3 separate regions of the Sus scrofa genome follow, and regions 1 and 3 are each linked to region 2. Evidence: chromatin contacts called from public Hi-C and promoter capture Hi-C data. All regions are on one chromosome and are shown on one strand. Each heading gives the region's core, a stretch centred on a gene start, on an enhancer-like site or on the middle of the called end of the contact. The rest is flanking DNA. Distances are from core to core; before and after follow the strand shown. Region 1 holds the start of CCNE2 (cyclin E2). Region 2 holds the start of NDUFAF6 (NADH dehydrogenase (ubiquinone) complex I, assembly factor 6). Region 3 holds the start of INTS8 (integrator complex subunit 8).

Evidence for each region. Promoter capture Hi-C pulls out the DNA fragments that hold promoters and counts their contacts. Hi-C and Micro-C count contacts between places; a contact is called where the count stands out from the background.
Region 1: a contact with region 2 is called in a promoter capture Hi-C map of liver, with 5 times the contacts expected there. The contact joins the promoter of CCNE2 here to the promoter of NDUFAF6 in region 2. A contact is called at or near these places in 1 of 5 promoter capture datasets (liver), 8 of 47 Hi-C or Micro-C datasets (blood, brain, embryonic fibroblasts and 5 more) and 2 of 2 datasets of contacts at active chromatin or transcription factors (alveolar macrophages and skeletal muscle).
Region 3: a contact with region 2 is called in a Hi-C map of liver, with 4 times the contacts expected there. The contact joins the promoter of INTS8 here to the promoter of NDUFAF6 in region 2. A contact is called at or near these places in 1 of 5 promoter capture datasets (fetal liver), 20 of 47 Hi-C or Micro-C datasets (alveolar macrophages, embryonic fibroblasts, epiblast stem cells and 11 more) and 2 of 2 datasets of contacts at active chromatin or transcription factors (alveolar macrophages and skeletal muscle).

The regions. Positions count from the first base shown.
Region 1 is chr4:41,801,887-41,806,633 of Sscrofa11.1, forward strand. It overlaps CCNE2 (cyclin E2), which reads left to right and starts at 2,998. Exons shown (of 12, transcript NM_001243931.1): 1 at 2,998-3,020; 2 at 3,956-3,995; 3 at 4,084-4,180; 4 at 4,266-4,322. The coding sequence starts at 3,982.
Region 2 is chr4:41,654,033-41,658,488 of Sscrofa11.1, forward strand. NDUFAF6 (NADH dehydrogenase (ubiquinone) complex I, assembly factor 6) reads right to left here and starts at 1,650. Exons shown (of 9, transcript XM_001925041.6): 1 at 1,425-1,650. The coding sequence starts at 1,621. LOC106510020 reads left to right here and starts at 1,730. Exons shown (of 5, transcript XM_013996593.2): 1 at 1,730-1,885.
Region 3 is chr4:41,877,349-41,881,980 of Sscrofa11.1, forward strand. INTS8 (integrator complex subunit 8) reads right to left here and starts at 1,509. Exons shown (of 28, transcript XM_003125559.5): 1 at 1,213-1,509. The coding sequence starts at 1,342.

The DNA.
Region 1 (4,747 bases), core at 1,748-4,247, 150 kb after region 2:
ATCCCTGGCCTCGCTCAGTGGGTTAAGGATCTGGTGTTGCTGTGGCTGTGGCGCAGGCCAGCAGCTATAGCTCCAATTAGACCCCTAGCCTGGGAAGCTCCATATGCCGAAGGCTTGGCCCTAAAAAGAGACAAAAAAGACCAAAAAAGGACAAAACAAGTCCAAGCCCTAGTTGAAGATAAAAGACATTTTAATAGGTAATTATAATTCTGGGAGGTGAGCATAACAGAAGAGCACAGAGTAAGGGGTCTGAGAAGGCCTTTGAAATCACAGTAGAGGCCAATTTACTATGGTGTTTTAACTTTGCATGGACAATGAAGCAAATATACTTTAGAAAATGCCAACATTTATAAAATTGTTACAAGTATAAAGAAATTTGTACATTTCGAAGTGAATTTTAAAACTGGGATGAGAAGAGGGAGCCAAAAATGAACGTACACAAATATGAAACAAAGAGAACATACTGAAAGATGATACCTAAAATAAATACCCACAAAGACAACTACAAGAATAAAACTCTGGGAAAGAGCGATTTTATAATTCAGCTTTCTGTTCTGTTCAGGAGTCTTAATTTCTATGGGTGTAAACTAATTAAGGGAGTGGATTGCAGAGTAAAGAGCTCGCAATTAGCATGAGCTCTGTGACAAGAGAGGATCTCTATACACATTATAAAATGTAATCTTTGAAACTACCCTTGAAATAAGTGTCTTGTTTCATCTTTTCTAGAAGAAATCCATGCTCGTGGCAATTATCTTACAGTAGAGCAGGATCAGACGATTCATCCATTAGAAAAGTAAGCTCATGGTCTTTTAAGTCCAGTGACCAGATACTTGTAATATGGCAGAACTCATCCTGTCCCTTTCCACAAAGCAGTCTTGGGATGGTTATGAATTTCTCCTTTACTAGGATGGCACTCTGTTCACTTCATAGTCAGCTGGCATTGTGCAAAGAACATTTCTAATTTACCGTCTCCTTAAGAAGTTATTTACTAGTTAGCCCAGTGCTGGGCATCAATATGCAAGACTGGTTCTCAGTTTATTTTGATTACCAAATTCAGTCATAGAGGCCACAAGTTTTGCTTGTGTTCAGGTCACACACGCTTGCTGGAAGACCTCTTACATCGCGTTAGCTCTCTAAAGCTCTACACCGGAACAGCACAGCGTTTTGAAGTGACTGTAAAAAGGAGGCAACTTCCCCCCATAGAGAAAGCCATCATAGCATCCTAAGTGGTATAAAGTTTCCAGGGACTTCCGATTCCATGTCGCCTTGGGCAAGACTCATTTCCTTTTGCGTCGATCTGGGAGAAAAACAATTATTTTGTAGGCGTCACGTGACCATGGTGAGACTCGAAGAAGAAATTGTGACAGAGGACTTTGCCGACCCGAAAGCCCTCAGGTGCTATGGTTATTTCTAGGGTCTGAGGCCAGCACCGGCGGCGCGGCACAAAAGGCGCGGGGCGGGGACCCCGGGACCGTCCGCGCCGCCGCCTCCTGGTGCATCTCGGGAAGGGCTCCCTCCTGGGCGGCGACGCCGGACGGGCGCTGGAGGCCCGATCTCCCCGGCCTCTCCCAGAGGCTCGCTCCTGCCACGGCAGAGAGACAAACACTGCTGGCCAGCGTCTGGCACGAGTTGCCGCGGGTTCAAGAAAGTCGTTGCACCGCTCCTCCGCCGCAGGGGTCTTTGTTCCCTCCAGCGTGCCTCGCCCCATGCTCCTGCAGCAAACCTGCTTGCAGAGTATAAACGGCATGTCCTACTTGGAGATGTCCAATCTTGGGACGCACTGGAGCGGAGCGTCAGTAGAGGCAGTGAGGGAACCCAAAATTTAGATACAGGGCGGGGAAAGAGGGAAATAGGTCGGACCGCCCCCCATTACCGCTCGGAGGCGGGAGGCTCCCTCCCGCGCGGGCGGCTAGCGCGGGCTCTGCAGGGCGCGCTAGCGGCCGCTGGGCGGGGCGCGACGGGCGGGTCCGGGGCCTACACGTGGTGGAATCGTCCACCCTGACGGGCGCTGCCCCGGGAGAACTATTGTCTCCTGAGGAAGGGGCAGTCCCACTCCAGGCGCACCTCGGGAGAGGTGTATACCCTTGGAGGCCCCAGAATTGGAGGTTGGGAGGATAGAGAGGGAGGGCGCGACTTGGCGCGAGCGTTTCCTGTGCTGGGACTTCTGAGTGGGAAGCTGTCAGACAGGGACAGGGGGCGGAGTGACCCACCCACGCGGAGGATAAACGGGTCTGCGGAGCGGAGAGCAGGAAAGCAGGGTTGATGCATAGTGTAGTCGGCAGGCTGAAGCAAAGTGCAAGATAGGCATCCCTGAGCATGGCTGCCCTCGGATGCCACAGCCTTCTCCTACACACACGTGGCCTGCGGCGCGCCTGGCTGTGTTTACATTCTGCAGCCACTCCACGTTGTGCTGCCGTCCTCGCCTCCCATTGGCCAGCTCGCCAGCCAACGCTGCGCCCCTCCCTCCGGGGCGGGCCTTCTAGGTCCCCGAGTCTCTTAGGAAAGCCCGGGTTGCTGGAGGCCTTGGCGGGACAGCCAGGGTGCGCCACAGGATGGCCACTTCCTGACCACTCCATACTCGCCTGTGCTGCCTCCACCTGGCCGTACGTCGAGCCCAGGCCGCGGCCTGACACTCCCGGAATCGGAAAGTTGAGGGAGAGACGGGACGGAAAAGTACTGGGGGGAGATGCGGAAGCCGAGCGGCGGGGACCTGGGCTGCTGGGGAAGAGCCTCTGCGACTCCCTCTAGCTGCCGGGCCACACGGGCAGGTGAAATGCAGGTGACCGCGGACCTAGGGCCTAGACGAGCCGGCCCTGCGGCCTCTCGAGGTGGGCGGGCGCGAATTGACTGCAGGGAGCTGCGCGCGGGCCTGCGGGCGCGCTGGCGGGCGCGCGGGGGAGGGGAGCGCGCTGTCCGGAGGTGTCAGTCTGAGGCGCATGCGTGCGGGGCGGGCCTGGCCCGGCCTATATATTGGGTTGGCGCCGGCGCCAGCTGAGAGTCGAGCGGTAGCGGGTCTGGCGGTGAGGAGCTGCTGGTCGTAGGGCGGGATGCGGGAGGAGAGAGAGACCCCTTGGGCCGATCCATACCGTGGGCGGGAGCCTGGGAGAGGGAAAGTGGGAGGGCTGAGAACTAAGCGGCTGGGGGCGATGGGTCTCGGCATTCTGTCCCTGTCACGACCCTTGGCAAGGGGCCGGGGAAGCGGCGGGGGATGGAGGGCTGCCCCTGAGTGGGAGGCCAGGGAAAAGCCCCTCATACTAGGGGCTCCTCTGTGCCACCTCCATTTGGAGAGCTATCCTGCAGGAAAAAGGATGTGGGCCCGGGAACCCTTAACGGGGAGAAAAGTTCCCCCACCAGCCCAGTTTTCCCCTTTTCTTTCATTGAACTCGCTTTCCTTCACTCCCATCCCCCAACTGGAGTCGGGGTCCCGGTGCCCCTCTAAGCGAAGGGCAGGGTCCCGTGGGGCTGGGAAGGAGGGAAAGGAGACTGAAGTACGTGACACCAGTTCCCTCCGCCCCCTGCTTCCCCGCCGCCGCCGCTCTCCAAATTGGCGCGGAACCGGCTTCTCCACAGCGTTTCGCCTCCACAACCCCCTCTCTCCGCCGCTCGTCCAGGATGGGAGGCGGGAAGTGGGGGCGCTGCCCAAGTCCCGCTCGGGGTGTCGGGGGGAGAGGGTACAGGACGCAGAAAAGATACATCTGCCTCCCTGAGCGTTCGGGGCTCTGGCGGTGCTTTACAGATTTTTTGAAGACTGTCCCGGCTGTACATTCAGCTGAGGAAATACTGGCATGTGTCCAAAATCATGAGATAATTAATACAGTGCAGAAGACACCGTGGTAGATGGCTCAGGTCATCTCCTGAGGGACTTGGTTGTAACCTCTGAATCAGCGTCTACCTGGCACTCAGAGAGTATGGATGACAATGTATTTGACTCTGGTTTTTCCTCTTTCCCCTCCAGAGGTGTCACACACCTGAAAGAAGAGAATGTCAAGACGCAGGTAATTTGTCTTGGAGATATGTTTCAAAGTTAACTGCTGCCTTTGAAACGCATGCCTTACTAATGAAACTTCCTTTTTAAAACTGTAGTAGCCGTTTACAAGCTAAACAGCAGCCCCAGTCCAGTCAGACGGATTCCCCTCAAGAAGCCCAAATAATTCAGACCAAGAAAAGAAAAACGACCCAGGTGAGTTAAAAGGGGAGAGAGAGAGAAAGAGAGGAAATTCCTTGCTGGTGCTTTAGTTTAACAAATGGTCTTTTCTGTTTTCCAGGATGTCAAAAAAAGAAAAGAGGAGAAGGTCACTAAGAAACATCAATATGAGATTAGGGTAATGCAGACCTGGGCTGGGTTTGGGGAAAACTAAGGCAGGACGAAAAAGAATAGCATTGTGTTAATTGCTTCGCAATGGGAAGATTCCTCTGACACTTTTGATGCCTCCAGAGGTCAGCAGGAAGGTGCTTGTCTTTGGGTGGTTTTTCTGTCCCTGAATCCTCTACAGCTGCAGAGTAAGTTTGCCTTGAAGCAGCTGGTCTCTCTTTGTAAATCCCTCCCTCTTGGAGCTGCCTGGTGCACCAGGGCCCGCCTAATCTGTCCAATGTACTGCTCTTTGTTCCCTCTCTGACTATAGTGGAGGGTCCTAATAGCTGCTTCTGGGGCACAAATAGGCTGTGAGGTCACTGACAGACTGGCACTCAGCCCTTTGCTACCTTTTCTTCCTATGTGTTGTACAGAAAAAACATTTTAAAAGACAGT
Region 2 (4,456 bases), core at 400-2,899:
GTTATGCTACATTTTGGTAAAATAGAATTTTTAAAAATTGGATTTACTAGCCCAATCAAATCCAAGGTAATTTAATTATTCTAGCACTTCTCAGAAGTCCTTGGGACCAGGTACTTTTGAGTCTTTATACCACTGTTATAAATCAAGGATAGGAGAAGCAAAGTGAAAACTAAGCCATCTACTACTCAGCCATAAAAAAGAAAAAAATAATGCCATTTGCAGCTACGTGGATGGAACTAGAGACTCTCATACTAAGTTAAGTCAGAAAGAGAAAGACAAATACCATATGGTAGCACTTATATCTAGAATGTAATATATGGCACAAATAAACCTTCCACAGAAAAGAAACTCACCGACTTGGAGAAGAGATTTGTGCTTGCTGACAGGGGGTGGGGTGGGGGCGGGGGGGTGGAGTGGAGGGATGGACTGGGAATCTGGGATTAATAGATGCAAACTATTGCACTTAGAGTGGATAAGTAATGAGATCCTGCTCTATAGCACAGGAAACTATATCTAGTCACTTAGGATGGAACATGATGGAAGATAATGTTAGAAAAATAATGTATATATACATATGTGTGTGTATATGCGTGACTGGGTCACTGCTGTACAGTAGAAAACTGACGGAACACTGTAAACCAACTATAATGGAAAAAAACTTTTTTAAATCATTAAAATCAAAATTAAAAAAAAAAAAAGAAACTAAGCCATCCAACTCTGCAGTCAGACTCGGACTTCAGATGTGCCAGGTAACCTGATTCATTCAATTCTCTTCACAAATGACTAACAACGCTCCAAGGTGCCAGGCCTTTCAGATGTTACAGGAACAAAACTATCATCAAGATTCTGATTTTATAAGCTATTTTACCGAACTCAGGTAAATTCCCAAATCTCTCTAAATCCTGGTTTCCATGTCTGTTAAATGAGATAAACTTTATACTGTACTCATTGTACCCTTGCTTTGTGCCAGGCACTTTCTAAATGCTTTGATCCACATATCTTTAAGTGGTAGGTCTACACCTGTCTGTCACACCTTATAACGAAGATGAAATAAGTTATTTGTGAACTATTTTGCATAGTGCTTGACAGAAGGAAGAACTCCAAGTTAGCTACTGTTGTCATTAAAATCAGTTACTGGTCATTTCTCAAATTTTACAAAAGCTGTGCACGATTAGGTAAAAGCTAAGGTTCAGATAAGGTGACAGCCAGAGGAATTTTGCCACAATTTTGTCACCGGCGTGAAAGTTCTCGTTGCCACACTCCCCCCATACATCCCACCGGGGCCAACCCGAGCACACTCGCCGAGTGATGCGAGGAATGTGCAGGTCCGCTAGTCCAGGAGAGCTCGGAGGCCCACAGAGCCCACCAAGGCCCCTTCCAGCTGCTCCCCTACCTCCCACCAGGGGCAGACCCGGCTCGCTCACCGCAGCAGTTCCATGCAGTAGCGGTCCGTGCCCGAGGCACCCGATCCGCTCGCCGCGGCCACGCTTCGCCCTGACCCCGCGGACCCCGGCAGCCGCCGTGCGCGGGCCCACAAACCGCCGGGCGGCCGGCGGCGGCACAGGCCCGGAAGGCCAAGCCGTAGCGGGCCCCACGCCGAACCCAGCATGGAGGCGGCCATGACACCGACGCCGCGTGCCCTTTGACCCCGGGCTGTTGGCGCCCGGCCACGCCACGCCCCCAGCAGGTCCCGCCTAGCTTCTCCTAGTTGCTAGAAGGCGAACTGCGAATGCCACTCGGAGAAGAGCCAGGTGTCGCTGTGGTCCTCTACAAATGCGCCGCCGCCGCACTCCTCGGCCTTATAGGTTCCAGGAAAGCCCCGCCTAAGACGGATCTTGGCCTCTCCTCATCCCTTCCAGGTCCTTCTGAAGATATATTTATCAAGGTAGGAGGATAGAGAATAACTGACAGTTTACTAGCTTGATTTGCAAATTTTAAATATTTATTCACATGGTATGTGAGCCTTCTTTGGTACTCTTACACTCAGGCCCCTCAAATGTTACAGGTGGGTCTAGTTGCCACGAACTGACCTGGTCCAAGCCGGCAGCTGCCTGCCTCTCGATCTCAGTGACACCTCTTGCCTCCAGATTTGCTCAAACTTTTCTTGTTGCAGCCACGCAAGTTCTTTCTAAAATATACCTCTGATCATGACTCTTACCTGCTTGACACACTTTACTGCGTGTTGGGTAAAACCTTTCAAAGCCTGTTTTTACCTTTCAGCCCTACCCCTAACTATTAGCATTTGTAACTCCAGCTTAATTTTGCCCCTCAAACTGCACCTAAGAGCTAGACCTGGAGTCTGGACCTAAGAGCTCTAGCCAATTCACCCTGCTCTGATTTTACTTCCTGAGACTGCCTCTTTTCCGCTAATGCGGGACCTCAGTCCCTGCTGCATCTCTTTTTTTCCCTGGGCTTCTGTCCTTTAGCTCTGACAGTTACACACTAGTCTTTCTGATACCAAAGTTTAAAGCTCCATTAAAAAAAAAAAAAAAAATCACGTATCTACATCTCTACTTCTGGTCTTCTGCCTGTCTGGATTTTTCCATCTCAACATCCTACCTTTATTTCAAAGTCCTTATGTCTAAAAACCAAATCAAACTAACTAATCTTCTTAGTCTCTTCATTTTTCTGGCCACTGTCCCCCTTCTCATAACTAGGGGAAACATTATGGAGTCATCCTTTCATATTCATACCTAACTGGTGAGGTCATATCATTTTTTTTTTTCCATTCTGTGGCAGCATAGTTGGTATAGCACTACCTGGATTCATATTCTGGCTCTGCCTCCTATCTCTGTGACCTTAGGTGACAGACTTACTTTTTCTTATGCCTCAAATTCCTCTGCTATGAAATGGAAATAATAGTAGAACCTCTCTCATAAAGTTCTGTTGAGAATTAAATGAATTAATACATTTAAGGCACCTAAGGTAGTGCCTGGCCTATAAACAGCACTCAAAACAAGTCAACCATGTAGGAAAAACATATAGAAAGATAGTTTACAATAACCAAAAAGATTGCTGGGTACTCAATGGAACCTTAGACATTGTCCGCATTATCTAATTATGTGGGGTCTTTGTGCCTTTCATTGTCTTTGAACTATTTTACAATTCTGTAAGTGGTAGACTATTGACAATAATGCAAATTATTCTTGTCCATAAATATGCAAATTATATCCTTTGGTGAGCCATTTGATTATTGTCTGTTGGATACTGACCAGTTTTGCAAGTTTTCATATCTTTTAAGCAGATTTACTTAAGCATTCCTGACCGCCTGTGTAAGTCTAGTAGTTTGAATACTTCTTTGAATTGGTTGCAATATTTTACTGGTTCCCCCACTAACTAAAGAGTTCAATGAAATTTTTGACATATGTTGATTTTTACTTCTGTATGAGAGTCTTGACTGTACAGTTTTGTTAAAAATTATTTTTTTAACAGCTGTCATTAGTTATTATTAACTTCTCTTTTGTTTTATTTCTAATACCTAGTTTCACATCTTTCTGATGGGTCTGTTTCTTTTGTTTTATTGTCTCTAGGCCAGTCAATCTATATATATTAAAAAAATACAGCCATATCTAGTAATTCTAGTAATCATAAATGCATACTAAAAGTGTTATGAGCCTGAAGACAGAATTTCACTTAATGGCAATAGAGGAAAAATTAAGAACTTTTAAAATTATTCTATGGATAACACACTATCACCAGCTAACATTTATTGAATAGCTATTATTTGCTAATCTTTAATTAATTTTTTTGGAATTATGAGCACATGAAATGATTTCCTTAATGTAACTTCTTGGTATCAAAATAATTCCCTGGTGGCTCAGTGGGTTGAGGATCCAGCATTGTCACTGCTGAGACTCTGTTTACCACTGTGGCAGAGATTCGATCCCTGGCCCAGAAACTTCTGCATGCCGCAGGCACAGCCCCCCTCCCTCCACCAAAAAACCCCAGTATATTTGAAATATGTGTACACTTTTATTCAGTTAGCATTATAATTAAGAAGAAGCTCAGTGCTTAAACAGAAAATTAACTTTGAGAAATAAATGACCACATAAGTATGGTTTGTTAACTGGACTTTAGATGTTGTAGTTGCTTACTCTGTCCTCTTTGAGTATATGACTCTCTCCATGGTAATTATAACTGATCCATCTGTGTCATGAGATATAATAACGTTTGCTTCCAAGCTTTAGCCAATAAATATTGTCTCATGGTTCATTGCTATATTATAAAGAATTATGCATTATTGTTCCAGAATACTTCTCCACCTCTTATTTTTCCATGGCCTCTGGAAGTGAGTTTCATTCCTTATGTTAAGAGTCAGGCTAGCCTGTTGGCTTTTATATGACACCTTGAGTATCTAAAGGGTCTGAGAGGTTCTGCACCAAGACCACAGCTGGTTAAATCTCCCCACACAGGAATACTCCTCCAGCTTTGCCATGGAGTTCAGGGATCAGCTAAC
Region 3 (4,632 bases), core at 259-2,758, 220 kb after region 2:
AAAGAGATGCCATTGTTAGAACTGTTAACTAATTAGTGAGACCTGCCTCAAGTTACCTCTACAAACCCATTTATCTCCATGCAAAATAGAGGATAACACCACCTACCTCACAGGATAACACCTGGCTCAGTGGCTAATGACCTGACTAGCATCCATGAGGACACGGTTCAATCCCTGGCCTTGCTCAGTGGGTTAAGGATCAGACGTTGCCCTGAGCTGTGGTGTAGATGGCAGACTTGGTTCAGATCCTGCATTGCTGTGGCATAGGCCAGCAGCTGGAACTCCGATTTGACCCTTAGCCTGGGAACCTCCATATGCTGCGGGTATGGCCCTAAAAAGACAAAAGACAGAAAAAAAGAAATAACATATGTGAAGCATTAAGACTAATGCCTGACATCCAGAAACACTCAACAAACGTTAGTCAAAAGCAACCAATTCAAAGAACACAATATAATATAGGCGGTAAAACTGCCCAAGTGAAGTACAGTAGTCTCCACCAGTTAAGACCAGGCTATTAGACTGAACAAGCCACATCTGAATTCAAATTTCATCAGCAAAATATCATCCAGGAGCTTACCTTCTCATGCTGGTACCTCTTTCCAGAAATGCCTGGCGTTTTCCACCTTCCCTAACAGCACTCATTAACTGGGATATTAATCATGATCATCATTATACAATAACCATCTTGTAAAGTAAAGCAGTTCCTGCTTTCAAAGATTTCTTCGTTTTTGATTCAGAGACCAAATTTGAAATACATATATACACATGTAATATAAATTATATATTAATTATATTTAACATAAATTATATATTAATAATAGTTAACTATATATCCTGGCATCAGGGTCTGACCCAAAATAGCTGATTTCTCTCCATCTCCCCAAATTGTCCCGGGTTCTGTCAAGAGCCAGCCTTCCTAACCCAAGTAACTTTCACTATACCATCTGGCAGGTGACTTAAAAAAAAAAAACCCAAACAGTAAAAGGGGATGCGGAAGGGCCTTTGGGTTGCCCTTTTCATTGGCCTCCCACTTCGATGCCCCCGCACTAGAATGTTTAATGCTTAGCTAAGCGGGCCGCGCCAAAGCTCCGCTCTGGTCCCCGCCTCCCGGGTCACAGGTTCGTGGCCGAGAAGGCGCGGGGTGGTGAGAGCCGCACGGACAGCGCCGGTGGCCGGGTCTCGCTCCCTTCGGGCTGCCGGCGCCGCGCTTACCCGGGCAGGGCTTGCGCAGATGTTTCTCCAGCAGCGACTCCTCCAGCAAGAACTCGAACCAGCACGTTTGCGGCGGGGTGCAGGGCCGGCTGGAGGTGGCCGCCTCCCGGTCCGCCGCCTCCGCGCTCATCCTGCCCCCGCCGCCGCTACCCCCAGGGACGCTTCCTGGCTCCAACCTGACACTCGGACGCGGGCCCGGGCCTGTGATCTGCGGAACCGCGGGGTGTGAGGAACACTCGGAACTTCCCAGAAACCCACACAATCCAAAATGGCGGCACAGCCCAGCCGTAGCTGGGACTCCGGGATCCGCCTTCCGGCGCCACAGCCGCGCCTCCAGGCCAATCCTTGTTCGAGTTGAAGAAAGAGGGCGGTACCTGTCCCCAGACCACGCCTCCTTCCGGTTGCTATGGGAGATGGTTTGAGAATAAGTTGGGTCGCAGGTTGGGTTTTCCCGGTACCCTGGGAGATTCTCAGCGAGAGAAACGAACAGCCTTATTAATAGGCCTCTCAGCGTCTGAGGAAAAGGCAGTGAGCACTGCAGGTTGAAACTGTGATCTATGCAAAGTTTGTTTTCGGTGCTTTCAATTTTCCCATTTCCATTGCTAAGATTTCCTCCCACTTAGGTCCTCTCAACAGATGTGCCCTATTGGTCTTGGCCAACAGCGTTCCCACCCCCTTTCTCGGACAGCTGACGGACCCCCGAGATCCAGCTTTTCTGCTGTTTCTCAGGACTAGCACTCAATATTTAACGCCTAATTTTCTTGATATCTCAGCTAGAGATATTGTTTTAACCCCATTTTTCATATACCCCCATTCTGTAATGCGCTTTTTATTAACAAAGGTTTTTTTTAAAAAGTGAATTCATAGACTATATACACGATCTATATTAGTGCAAATTATAGCCTCTCGGAACCTTAATTATAATAGTGCCTAATCTTAGGGTTGAGAAAAGAATTTAAGGAAGAACTTGATAATACAGGTAATCTTTTTAAACAAGGCCTCATGTCTAGAAACATGGGCAGATGTTAGCTAATATATAGTGCTTTTTTCATATACATGATTCTTGTTTTCTCCTGTAAACAACCTCATAATACGTCTTTTAACCAGTGAAGACACTAAGGTTCCAGGTTCGATCATTTGTCCAAAGTTTCCCAACAAACAAGGGACTAAGTTGAGCCTTTGATGGTCTTTCCACTGCACTTACTCAGGCCGATAACACTGGATAGAGAAGATAAGTTCAATGGCTTCCAGAATGAAAAAGTAAAGCTTTGAAGTTCTAGGAAAAATAAGTGGAAGTAGCTCCTCCATAAGTGGAAGTAGATCAGTGCTTCAATGGCAACCATTGTCTTATTCTCTTCCTGCACAATACTCTTTCTAGAGTTTGCCCTGCCTCTTTCATTCTGATGTTCCCCAGAGTCCTGTTCTCAGTCCTTTTCTCACTGTAAAAACCATCCTTGGGTCACTCTTCTGACTCATGAAACTCTGTCCTAGACTCTAAAGAACACAGTTTGGAAACCATGTATTAGACTAGTAAAATCATGAGGACCTAAATTAATAAAACATCAACAGGAAGATTACATAGTTACTTTCATGGAAAATTTGGCTTGTTTTATACACCCACTAGTTGGGCATAAAAAGCTTAAGGGAAAATGAATGGCTCTTATGTTTCTAACGCCAGTGACAGGGTGAATGGTCTATGTCTCCATCGTCTGTCAGTACAGGGAAGAGCTAGGGGGCAGGTTTGAAATTCAGGTTGGAAATGTTGACTGTGCACACCCTGTGAGGTGTTGAAATGGAAATGTCCAGTGGGCACTGAGCGTTATAACAGGCATGATTAGTGTACCTAAAAATAATAGTTAATATTTACTAGCAAATGCTCATTGTAAATTCACTATCTATGGGCACTGAGTTAAGCACTTTATGCATTGCCTTAATTAGTTCAGATTGCTATAATAAAGCACCATAGACTGGATGGCTTCTAAACAACAAATTTAGGAGTTTCCGTCATGGCGCAGTGGTTAACAAATCCGACCAGGAACCATGAGGTTGTAGGTTCGATCTCTGGCCTTGCCAGTGGGTTAAGGGTCCGGCATTGCCATGAGCTATGGTGTGGGTTGCAGACGTGACTTGGATCCCACGTTGCTGTGGTGTAGGCCGATGGCTGCAGCTCTGATTCAGCCCCTAGCCTGGGAACCTCCATATGCCATGGGAGCAGCTCAAGAAAAGGCAAAAAGACAAAAAAAAAAAAAGAACAACAAATTTATTTCTCATAGTTTTGAAAGCTAGAGGTCCAAGATCATGGTGACAACATGGTTGAGCTGTAATAAGAACATGCTTCTGGAGTACAGACTGTCAAGTATCCTCACTTGGCCAATAGCAGAAAGGGAACAAGTTCTCTCATAAGGGCACTAATCCCTTTTAGGAGGCCTCCACCCCTTATGACCTCATCTAATCCTAATTACTTCCCAAAGGCCCCACCTCCTAAGACCATCATGTTGGGTGATAGAGTTTCAACAGGGAATTTGGGGCAGGGGTGGGAGCAGGGGGACACAAACATTCAATCCATAACATATGCATTATCTCATTCAAATTCTAAGGAGTAGGTTTCTTTATTATCTTCATTCTCAGATGATAAAATAGGCACAGAAAGACCTTTAAAACTTTCCCAAAGTCACACTTCTATTAAGTGCCAGATGCTAAATATGGGCTTAAGCAGCATGGCTTCAGAACCTGAAATCTTACTCCATGCATTATATGCCTCTCTGAAAAGACAGCAAAAAAATTGGGCTGAGGTCAGAAAAATGCAACTAGTATCTACAGAAGATATCTGAATCCCAAATAAACTTTGAAAAAAAATATGCAAGCTCAGCTAATTGGTGCACACCGGCGGGGGGGGGGGGGGTCATGGTTATGAATGATCAATGAAATGCAAATTAAAACAACAATGGGGTGTTCCCGAGTGGCTTAGCAGTTAAGAAACCTGAATCCAACTAGTATCCATGATGACAAGTGTTTGAGGGTTCTAGCCCTGGCCTTACTCAGTGGGTTAAGGATCCAGGGTTGCCATGAGCTGGATCAGGTATTGCTGAGGCTGTGGCATAGGCCGGCAGCTATAGCTCTAATTCAACCTCTAGCCTGGGAACCTCTATGTGCTGCGAGTACAGCTCTAAAAAGACAAAACAGAAAAAAAAGAAAAAGAAAAAGTATGTGTCACCCATCAGATTGAAATATTAAGTGTTTTCCAAGAATTACAGGGCAATGGAAACCTATATGGAAAAATGGGGACCTTTTATATTCATACAAAGATAACATACTTCCAAAAGCAGCAATTCTACATGTAGATTTATATCTGGAGGATTCAAACATCTCAAAGAAATAAACTAGATCTACATTTAGGAAAAACAAATATCTCTTGTTTAA